2 separate regions of the Bombyx mori genome follow, and region 2 is linked to region 1. Evidence: chromatin contacts called from public Hi-C data. All regions are on one chromosome and are shown on one strand. Each heading gives the region's core, a stretch centred on a gene start, on an enhancer-like site or on the middle of the called end of the contact. The rest is flanking DNA. Distances are from core to core; before and after follow the strand shown. Region 1 holds the start of LOC101741707 (heat shock protein 60A). Region 2 holds the start of LOC101744256 (26S proteasome regulatory subunit 7).

Region 1 (5,251 bases), core at 714-3,213:
AAGTTCTGTTCTGCATGCCCCCAGGGTCTTTGTATGAGCTTTGGCCCTTGTTGTACACTTTGAGCACTACACCTTCTCGAACGGCGCGTTCTAGCCGCTCGGACACTATATCTTCGTGATAGTTGTGATGCTGTCTGATGGCATGACAGATTCTCTCCACGCTCGGCCTCTGTTTCTGCGAACGAATCTTGTGAATCGCTTCCAAGATCCATCGCTTCCACACTTCTTTCCCAACTTCGTCTGGATCACACATTTTCTTCGATTATTTAGCTATGGACAGTCTTCTGTGTAACGGTTCGGTATTGAACTTATGTCAACACCCATTGCATTTTCGCGCCTCGAGCGAAATTCCATTTTATATAATGGAACCCCGCGTAGTGCGACAGGAGGTATCGCTCGAGGTGCGAGACGCCGGTTTACAGCATGTTTCGGAAGCCCGTCGTCGATGACACATCGCTTCGTAGCGGGTTTTGGCAGAGCGAGCATCCAATGGCCGCCATCTTGTGACAATCCAAATTGTGTGCAGAAAAAAACATGCGATCGACTGTCTTAAGACAATTTCCAACAATTAAAATAATGTGTTTATGACAACAACTACGAAAATGAAAACTTTTCACGGTGATAACAATAACTTAATAACAACTTTTACAGGACTATTATTTATTGTACGGTGACTTCTTCCGGTTTTCTTATCACAATTGCACTTAATAACAACAAGTCTGTCTGTACATTTGATTATTTATTTATTTTATTTTCTAATAATAATTTATTACATTGTATTATGTTTTCAAAAATATAGATTTTTTTTAATTAACATGAAAACATTCACAAAACACCAACAAAAGGTTCTTCAAAATGGCTATCAATTATATTGCCTTGTTAAAAAATGTTTGATATCCTGTCTGTCATCGGGGTATTGCCAATAAAATTAAAATAAATACACGGATACTGGAGAATCGGTTCGGCCGCGGCTGTGGCCCTGCCTTTACTAATTTCCAGGAGAAATGAACAATTTTGGGATGGGGAGTAAAATTGTCTGTCTTTAATAACAATAAATCAAAATTTCACAAAGTTTTTTTGTGGATGGGATGATCGCTCATTATTCAAAGACCTTGTAGCTTAGCTGATATGGATGGGTAAAGTCAAGGAGTCAGTCATGTAGAGAAGGTTTAGCAACTGTTAAAACTGCTATATTCATATCAGTTCCATTTCCTGCACTATCGTTATTTCGGGGAGTCTTACCACAATAGCTTGTTGTTTACAGTACAGCAGACACTTTTTCAACTTGTCCCTTGTACAAGATGCTCCTCCGTTAAGGATAAAAACATTTTTTTTTTTAAACGACCTAAATTATTATTCTGTTTTCAATAATTAAAGAAATTATAAAAAACAGATGTAATCGGTTGTTTTTTTTTAAATTATGTATTGACATTTATGTTATTATTAGCTATCATATAATTTTGCAATGTTACCCTCGAATTAATTAAATCTTGGATAATGCATATTTATAATTTGTACTTAGTTATAATAATCTGAAAATTTTAATTGAGCGGAATACAATGAAGTTTATTGAAATCTGAAATTGCTATCAATTCGAATGAAATTGAACGAAACTGTATGATATGAGATGAAAAAGAAAGAAGATGAAAATTGCTCAATAAAATCGCGGGATTTTATTAAAATTTCAGACAAAACCCGAAGCACCATGACTGTTTAATTTTTGTTACACTTGTGTACATTTTCACGCATGATAAATGCTTAATAGGACATAATTATTACCTTTTAGTTACCTTGATATCAGATTTCGGGGACAAAATTTTAACGCCGTTGTGCAACTATCTAATAGAGTTCTATCTATTTACTAGTATTGAGGCAGCACGTACGGTCTGTGAACCCCTTACCATTTCCTAAGTATAATGAATTTAATTTAAAAAAAAATGGCAATTTAACAAAACTTGACTTTTTGGCGGGAACGCGAGAAGTGAAGTTGGGTGGCTTGTTTTATTTTGTCTGTTTATTATTTCTTCAGGTTTAAATTTCTAACAAAGGTGGCTTATTAACTATTTAGTATCTGTGAAAGTGCACTAATGTGGAAAAATGAAACAAAACCGCTGAAGGTAACATCGCAGGATCCTCCAGAAAGTCCACTGAAAAAGTCTCAGTAATTACCACAATTTTACTGAGATTATATTTCATCGCATATCATTTCATTTCATGCCACGTTTCATATTAATCAACTTCATTTCATTTCATAAAACCATTTTTCATTAAAAAAAAATGTATGTGAGAGTAGGCTGTATGGTATGATACCTGATGATACTTAAATGATAAAACTACTACTACTAGGTACCTACTATGTATAACCACGGTATATGCTAGGTATATACACAGTAAAACTTTCAGGTAGGTAGGTAGGTAGATACCGTACTTAATAACTCCATGGTAGGTACCAATACAACCAATAGGTAGCAATACCTGCTATTAGCCATAGATTTAAGTGTATAATCTATGGCCATAGATAATTCACTTAATATCTACCTACCCTGTTCTAATAAAATAATTTGTATTTATAAGTTGAGACTTTGAGTTTCGTTTCATGTTTAGCAGCCTGGATAATAAAGTTATTAACAATATTCGCATATTTTGGTAGCGTATTCTAAATATTTGCAACGAAATTTATTGTGTAATGCGTCTACAACCGTCAAGAGCTGAGGAAAATATTTAAAATGCGGTAAAAGCCCCAATAATTTTATATAATTTATCTTTTTTTTGCCACCATCGATAATTGACATACGTTATAGTAATAGTTCTGTTCTCTAGCGTGTTAGCTAGTTTAAAATATAATAAATTTAAACAATCGTGCAGAGGCGGGCTGGGGGAAGCGAGCGAGAAGCGCCCACTCACCCCCCGTAGGGGCTGTGAGACGACGTCCTTCGGGATATTCTCGGAGATGGAATCCCACAGTATAATCAAGACGGGTACCGGCGAAGGGGGACTTTCGTTGCGCACTGCGGTACCGTAGGTTTGATGTAAGCGGTGTGGAGGGATAGGATTTAGTCGGTAGTCGGTTTTGCGGGGCGAGTGCCTCACGCGCCTTTTTCAAGGCGCCGAAGCTCGACATAACCAGGTCCGTTACCCCCTCGACTGGGTATACGTTAATATTCCCCAGGGTTAAAAAAAAGAATTGTTCTAAGACGAACTCTGAGGAAAAAAAAACTCGAAAACTTGTATATAGGTTAAAAAAACCTATTTCAAAACAAAATTTATTGACACATTTTAAAAATAATAAGTACATACATTAAATTGTATACATTCACTATTATTATAATATTACAGGCTTCCAAAACCTAAAACAAACATATTGAAGACTGGCTGCTGTTTGGTGTGTAAAAATAAAATCTGCATTGACACAAAATCTGCACAGATTATGCGTAGATTTAATCTAGACAACGTGACATATGCTGGTTGTATAACAAGGAGTATTAGCAAGCTGATGGACAGTACCAAAAAGTTCACTGTTTATGAAACATATCGCTGCATGCCATTACTTGGAGATGAAAGAGCCACTGCACCTAATTGGGTGATACATATTGTACACTACACAATAGTGTTCATATGATATTTAAAACATATATCCTTGCAGTTTATGATATTTTAAAGAATAACATGAAAATATTACTCAATCATTGACAAAATTGTCACTATAATTATATATTAATTAGAAAAGGTGTTTATGTTGATGATCATAATGATAAAAGTTCTTTTTCTACTATTTTTTTCAAAACTGATTATCAAAACAAATGAATAAGAGAGTTACTTAAAATTCGAATAATTATATTTACCTTATTGTTAATTTGTGCCAAAAAATGGAACTGATGTAGTTATATAGCTTTCAAAGACATTATAATCTTAAAAGTAAAATAATATATAATAACATGAAAATAGTAAATTATTTTGTTTTCTTTTGTTTCAGAATATAATAAGCATTTCAGATCTAATTTAATACTTCTTGGTTTCTATTAATGATAAATTGAAGTTAATATTTTTCAGTCATGGGCGGTTGAAAACTCAAACAAATACAAATCCACACTTTTGCATATATTTTGAGAAAATGGCTTTTATCCAAAACTGCCACCTTTTTAATTGGGATTAGTTTGAGTGTTTGGTAATAAGTCACTAGTTTTTTTTTTTGTCTAAAATCACTAACTCTTGTAATTTACATTAAAAAAAATGGTTCATCACTACTTAGTGAACACTATACTGGACAAAATAAATAACTAATCTTTGTTAGATTACGGGAATTAAGAAACTAATTTAACTTTATGCTTTGTAGTTCAGTAAACAGTTCCAATATGTAGCACTGGTGTGATTATTCTGGATAAAAGAATGTCAAAGGAAACACCAGGAAAGTTGTAAAGTGCTAGTTGTAAATATGCTAGAATGCAAGGCTAGTGCCTTTGATTTTGAAGTTAATAAACAAAATAAAAGTCTGATTAACATTTGGGAACTGTTTAAATAAGACTCAAGAAATTATCAAGATGTGTGCGAAATAAGTGTAGACAAACAGGATATGCATTTGACTTTTAGTAGGTATTTAATTATGTCAAACACATAATATATATTATGGCCAGCCACCGAATCCGTTACTTGTATAATAGATAAAAAATATTGCATAGGTATTTGAAATTAATTATTTAACACAAAATTAGCATATCGTCTTCTCGCATTAAAACTGTATAATCACAAAAGTTACCATATTTTACAGGAGAGTGTTTTAAAGGTTTAACATATGATATTTTTAATATTAATCATCTTTGCAACATTTATTTTTTAGTTTTTACCAGTTGCATTATTTGTCTTTTAAAGTAAGATAAAATTATGTACTAATTTTGTCAACAGCAGTCAAAATATAAGTAAATTAAAAAAAACACTAAAACTAAACTACGCTCTTTTGACAGTATTTATGAGAAAAATACTGGTACCAAATGATTCCGCATATTAACTCAATTTCGAATATTTTTGGAAATTGTAAACTTTTAATGCGAAAAGATGATATTTCGATTGCTTACCTAGATTTTTTTCGCCACTAGTAAAATACCCTATTTAACAACCCTAATTAATGTTCAACAACTAATTGTATAATATTCGAGTTTTTACATGTTTGGTGCAAAGATCAGTCATTGTATTCGCTGGGTCCGCTGAATGTGCAGCCCGGGTGCTGGATGACATGCGTGGCACAGTAGACAGCGCA
Region 2 (5,251 bases), core at 1,097-3,596, 820 kb before region 1:
CAGGGCAGATAACGTGTAGATAAAAACAAAAAATATGTTTAAAACAACGAAAGCAATGAACGAAGAGGTTTACGCGCGACATCTCGTACCTACGTAATCTTGAAAACACTTACCGTCGTCAATTTAACACTTAAAATGTCTTGTTGTCTTCATAAGCTCATCACATAATGGTTGCAATTATATACGTGAAAAATGGCTTGATTTATTTTGTAGATGACGAATAAAACCGGGCAATGACAGAACATTTTGGGTCAACCGGAGAGACAGTTCGAAGCAGCCATTGTTGTTTGTTAATTACGAATATTTACATAATCATCTCCCTTATTATGGCATTTATCACTTACCTAAAATAAAGTAAATAGTATTTCAGAAGAATAAGTTCATGAAAAATGAGAATAAATGTGACTCCATTCAGTACTACGAATACAAAATTTTAGTACTGGATTTGGTCACTAGGTTGAGTAGCGCGCGCTGTCATTAAACATGCGTTCATGTGAATACTGTTTAATTATTCACTGTTAATGATATATTGTTTAAGGAAATCGAAATTGAAACTGATGATGTATTCCGAAATTACACAGTAAAAATAAGCAAAAAAAAAATTTTAAATATGTAACTAAACAAATTCTGTTTTTAAATTAAAACATTTTGCATTCCTAAAATATGAACTCAACCTAAATTCACAGATTTTTAATATTTTAAAATGTTTTGGTCATGAACTTAAAATCTTCTAAATCCTTATATTTTAATAGTTTGGTAGTTCCAATACTTTAATTGTTCAATGGTATTGACTCAATAAGCATTTAGTGTATCATGTGTTTTATAAATGGATGGTCCAAAAATCCATGGAAATATCTTCTCATTATCTTCTAAGAGGACCATTAGTTTTAGTTAATTCCCATTGTCTTACTAAGTTTATTAAATTTCACTTCACTTATTACTTCAATTAAAGTCTTAGTTCCTTTTGCCTATTTTAGAAGTGAATGAAGCAAAAGAAAAAATATCTTTATGGTATCTTTAAAATGCTTGTCATCATTGTTCTTTATTGGAGTTGCCAGCAAGCTCTAAGTAAAAGTATCCAAGAATGATGATCGTAGCCTGAGTATTGATGATCGTAGTCTTTTGTCGGCAGTAGTATTAAAGTTGTGGTGTCTATAAGCCGCAGAAATAGCGTATATAATCCATTTTTTTGGTAAACCAACATTGAAATTGCGATAAGATCAACATAATAGTATGATTTCATATTATTATGTTCGTAATAAATATGTGGCGGCATCCCTATATATCGAACTACCCATTACTAGCGGCGACGCACGGTGAAAAAAAAACATCGCAATGCAGCCAGCAGCGGTGTCTTCGCATCTTTGGAAGTGATATATACGCCTCGCTCAGTTGGTCGGTGCCTTTGAACAAATTTCACAAACAGTTCCCCTTTTTCGCCTTTTCTCGACGACGACACACGCGTCTCGTTATGTTTGTGGTGTCACAATTAAAAGACGATCGTCATGTACAAAAACTGTTGCAGCGAGTACACAAGATGACCAAACGGTAAACAGTCACCGTCTTCCAAAACATGTCATTTCAGATTCTCCCTATCCACTATCAGTACTTTAAGGCATTCGAAGCACCAGTCACCATTCACCTACCGTCCGCTTGTTGTCGTTCGATAAGCCTAGCAAAACTTGTCGAGGCTACAAACAATACCAAACGAGACCCGTGAGGTGTGTCTTGTCAAGCTAGTATGACCCTTTATAAGATTACTAGCAGTAGGTAGGCACAAAATAAAATAAATAGAGAGAGCGTTTATGTAAATAAAATAATGATTTCGTAATGTTCCATTTTTATAAAACGCATCTGAATGAATATAAACATTACAGCTAGAAGCTGAGATTGCTTATTCCTATAACGTACTCTTTAAAACATGTTTTTTGTGAGCTTCAACGACGTTTTTAGTTTTGTGATTCTTTAATTCAACTGTGGACACTTGTGAGTAAATTAATTTTTATATTATATTGTATGTAATTATATTTTCAAAGTGATAGAAAAATACAAGTGCTACTTATTTTATGGAAAAAGAAAATAATAAAATGTCGTTAAATAAAATATTTCACCGTGAAAATACACAACATCGTAGAAAAATTAACGATATGGCAATGCTGGTTTTTACATTTCTAACTACGCAGAATAATATAAATCATTGAACATCCTGAGATTCATGATTAATATTAAATAGAAACGAAAATAAAAAAATACTTTCTCAAAAAATATATTTCGAAGTACATTAGAATATAAAAATTGAGAAAAACTTCAATGTTCATGAAATCATACCTATTTTTGTTTCTTCTTGAAAACCTTGTGGACATTTTCGTGAAACGGAGAATATTGATATTGCAAACATTGACTTGACAATCAATTTGGATTTTTGTCGATTGCTTTATTTTCAAAGACTGTTGAGCTGTGGATGCTGAATTGTAAAATTAATCGCTTGGTGGGAATAAATATTAAAAATGCCTGACCATTTAGGGAATGATATGCGCAAAGTGAAAGATGATAAAGAAGAGCCGGAAAAAGAAATAAAATGTAAGTTTTATGAATGACTTCTACCATTAACCTACATGTTTTATATTGATAAAATAATTGCTTACTTTATTTTTTAGCTCTCGACGAGGGTGATATTGCGCTTTTGAAGTCATACGTAAGTTATAGTCTATAACCTTTGAAATACATTTAATCAAAGAAAAAATCCATAGATGAATGACTGGCAAATTAGAAGTTATTTGTTTTCTGATGAATTAAAATGTATGCCGTCCCATAGGGCCAAGGACAGTACACAAAAATCATTAAGGAAGTAGAAGAAGGAATTCAGACAGTAATGAAGAGGGTTAATGAACTGACAGGCATCAAAGAGTCAGACACAGGGTTGGCTCCTCCAGCCTTGTGGGATCTAGCAGCTGATAAACAGACACTACAGAATGAACAACCACTACAGGTACAGTATGTGTATTCTTGAACTGGTCACTCAACTCCTACAGTTTTTTTTTGGAGATGAACAGTTAACCTATATTTAAGTTTATCTAGACTGTTGCTAGTTTCTGAACAACTATCCAATAGTCTTAAGTGTATTGAAGTTCTGTCTTATAAAGAGTATTTATTTCTAAATTGTTTTAAAATAAGGTAAAATAGTGGTGATAGGGAAGATAAGTATAATTTAAGGATGTTGATTTTACTAAATCTAGAATTTATTGTAGCCTACAAGATAAATTGCATTCTGTACTTGTATCAAGCATTACAGGACTGCAAGTCACAAAGACATGTAGGTACCAAATTATCTTATTAGTGTCTTTCTCTGGAACCCACGAGAAAGCAGTGTAAGTGAATCTCCCAGACATTAAATTGGAATTAAATATGATTGCTGTCGTAAAGGATTAGACTGCATTCTAGTCAAATTCCTAAATAAAAGAAATCCTGTATTAGAATATCTTTGGCATTTTAAGTTCATTATCAAAGCTACACAGTACAGGACAATTAAAAAAAAAAATCACATGTACTAATGAAACGTTCATAATTTGTAAGGTCAATTTGATATAAATTTGTAACATTTTAAATAGGTAGCACGGTGTACGAAAATCATTAATGCAGATTCGAATGATCCAAAATACATAATTAACGTGAAGCAGTTTGCAAAGTTTGTTGTCGATTTACAAGACTCCGTCGCACCCACTGATATTGAAGAAGGCATGAGGGTTGGGTAAGTTTGAAGTAAATAATGTCTTCATTATCATATAACACTTCATGATACTTACTACTACTACTACACATACTACACTTAATAATAATGATCAGATAACACTTTTGGTAGTTTGTATATTATGCAGTTTTTTATTCAATGTATTAGATACAAATACCAAACATGTGTAACATATCAATATGTTAATGAAAGTGTATTTGTAATATTATTAAGTGATTACCAGTAAGATATTTTAAGGTTATAATATGTTTCATCCTAACTGAGACATTAGGCTCTTGACTTTTTGGTATTACAGTTTAAATCAGTCATCGGTTTTTATAATGTATGGTATGAATTGAATTGCACTATCCCCAACCTTGGTAGTTAGGATCCTGGAGAGTCAAGAAAGTAACCTATTTTAAGTATCAATATGTTGCTGATACAACTCTCCTAAAACAATTGTTCATTGCTTTTCAAATTCATTGGCAGTAGCTTACCATTGAAGGTATTTCTTGAACAACATATAATATTGAATTCCATCTAGTTTGGAAGACCTAGTGTTCGATTAAAGTTATATAAACCATCAATCATATATTATTGATACAATGCCGGAAATTTGTTCTACAGCTCTGGAGATGTGTTGATATAATGTAAAGATAGAAAATAATTAAATTATAGGTTTATGTTCTATTACTTTACTGTATTTATCCACTTAGTACAAATACACCGGATATTATGTACATTAATTGATTTAATTAATAACAATAAGTCAGCCACTAAAGATATAACTCTAGCTACAGCACAATCTTAAAAATTTTAGAAGTAGAAATTGAATAAAATTTTAAGTAATTTATAGGAAAATTTCAAAAATTGCTTATTAGTAGAAGTTATGGTTTTCGAAGTTGTACCAAACTATATGTATGAAGTATTTTAATTATTATTATTTATTTATTTATTTATTTATTTTTTTCCTACCTAAGCTGGTAGGTAGCTTGGAGTGGCTATTCCAGCGTAACCGTAACTAGTAGGTGAGCTCACGGGGCTCAAACCTGACGACGATGCTAACACGAACCCTAGCAAGAGTCGTGCTTCGCAGAATCTACCACCGGATCGGAATCGCGACCCACTGAGAAGATCCGGCGAGAAACTCAGTGGGCTATATCTGAGAGTTAATTTACCCTTCGTCGCAAGCGACGGGTTCGACGAGAACGGTGACCGGTGCTTGAAGTACCTAGAAGCACTGTTAGTGGATCGGGAGGATCCGAGATGACGTGTTTTGGGCGACGTCGACTACTTTCCATTCTGTCCGCAGGATCGGGAATGTAGTTACCGGCGGCCACTATGAGAGGGTTCTCGTGTCGTGCCGCTTTATCGAAGTGGTGTTTTTGACACCATAGATAATTTTATTTATACAAATCAAAATGCAAGGTATTTTAATAACCTAAAAGTACATATTATTATCGGCAACACGCTTCGTCAAAAAGTACAATACTTACATTCAGCTACAAGCGTCGTCATATTTAA

What was found. Hi-C and Micro-C count contacts between places; a contact is called where the count stands out from the background.
Region 2: a contact with region 1 is called in a Hi-C map of posterior silk gland, with 2.5 times the contacts expected there. The contact joins the promoter of LOC101744256 here to the promoter of LOC101741707 in region 1. A contact is called at or near these places in 2 of 7 Hi-C or Micro-C datasets (middle silk gland and posterior silk gland).

What each region holds. Positions count from the first base shown.
Region 1 is chr3:1,669,084-1,674,334 of ASM3026992v2, reverse strand. LOC101741707 (heat shock protein 60A) reads left to right here and starts at 1,963. Exons shown (of 3, transcript XM_062674872.1): 1 at 1,963-2,117. It overlaps LOC110384829 (histone acetyltransferase KAT6A), which reads right to left and starts at 985. Exons shown (of 11, transcript XM_062674881.1): 1 at 1-985. The coding sequence starts at 253. LOC692855 (adenosine kinase) reads right to left here. Exons shown (of 6, transcript NM_001046700.1): 6 at 4,674-5,251. The coding sequence ends at 5,174.
Region 2 is chr3:2,490,611-2,495,861 of ASM3026992v2, reverse strand. It overlaps LOC101744256 (26S proteasome regulatory subunit 7), which reads left to right and starts at 2,346. Exons shown (of 10, transcript XM_004923917.5): 1 at 2,346-2,580; 2 at 2,658-2,695; 3 at 2,816-2,989; 4 at 3,609-3,748. The coding sequence starts at 2,508. It overlaps LOC101744452 (GMP synthase [glutamine-hydrolyzing]), which reads right to left and starts at 505. Exons shown (of 16, transcript XM_004923919.4): 1 at 345-505.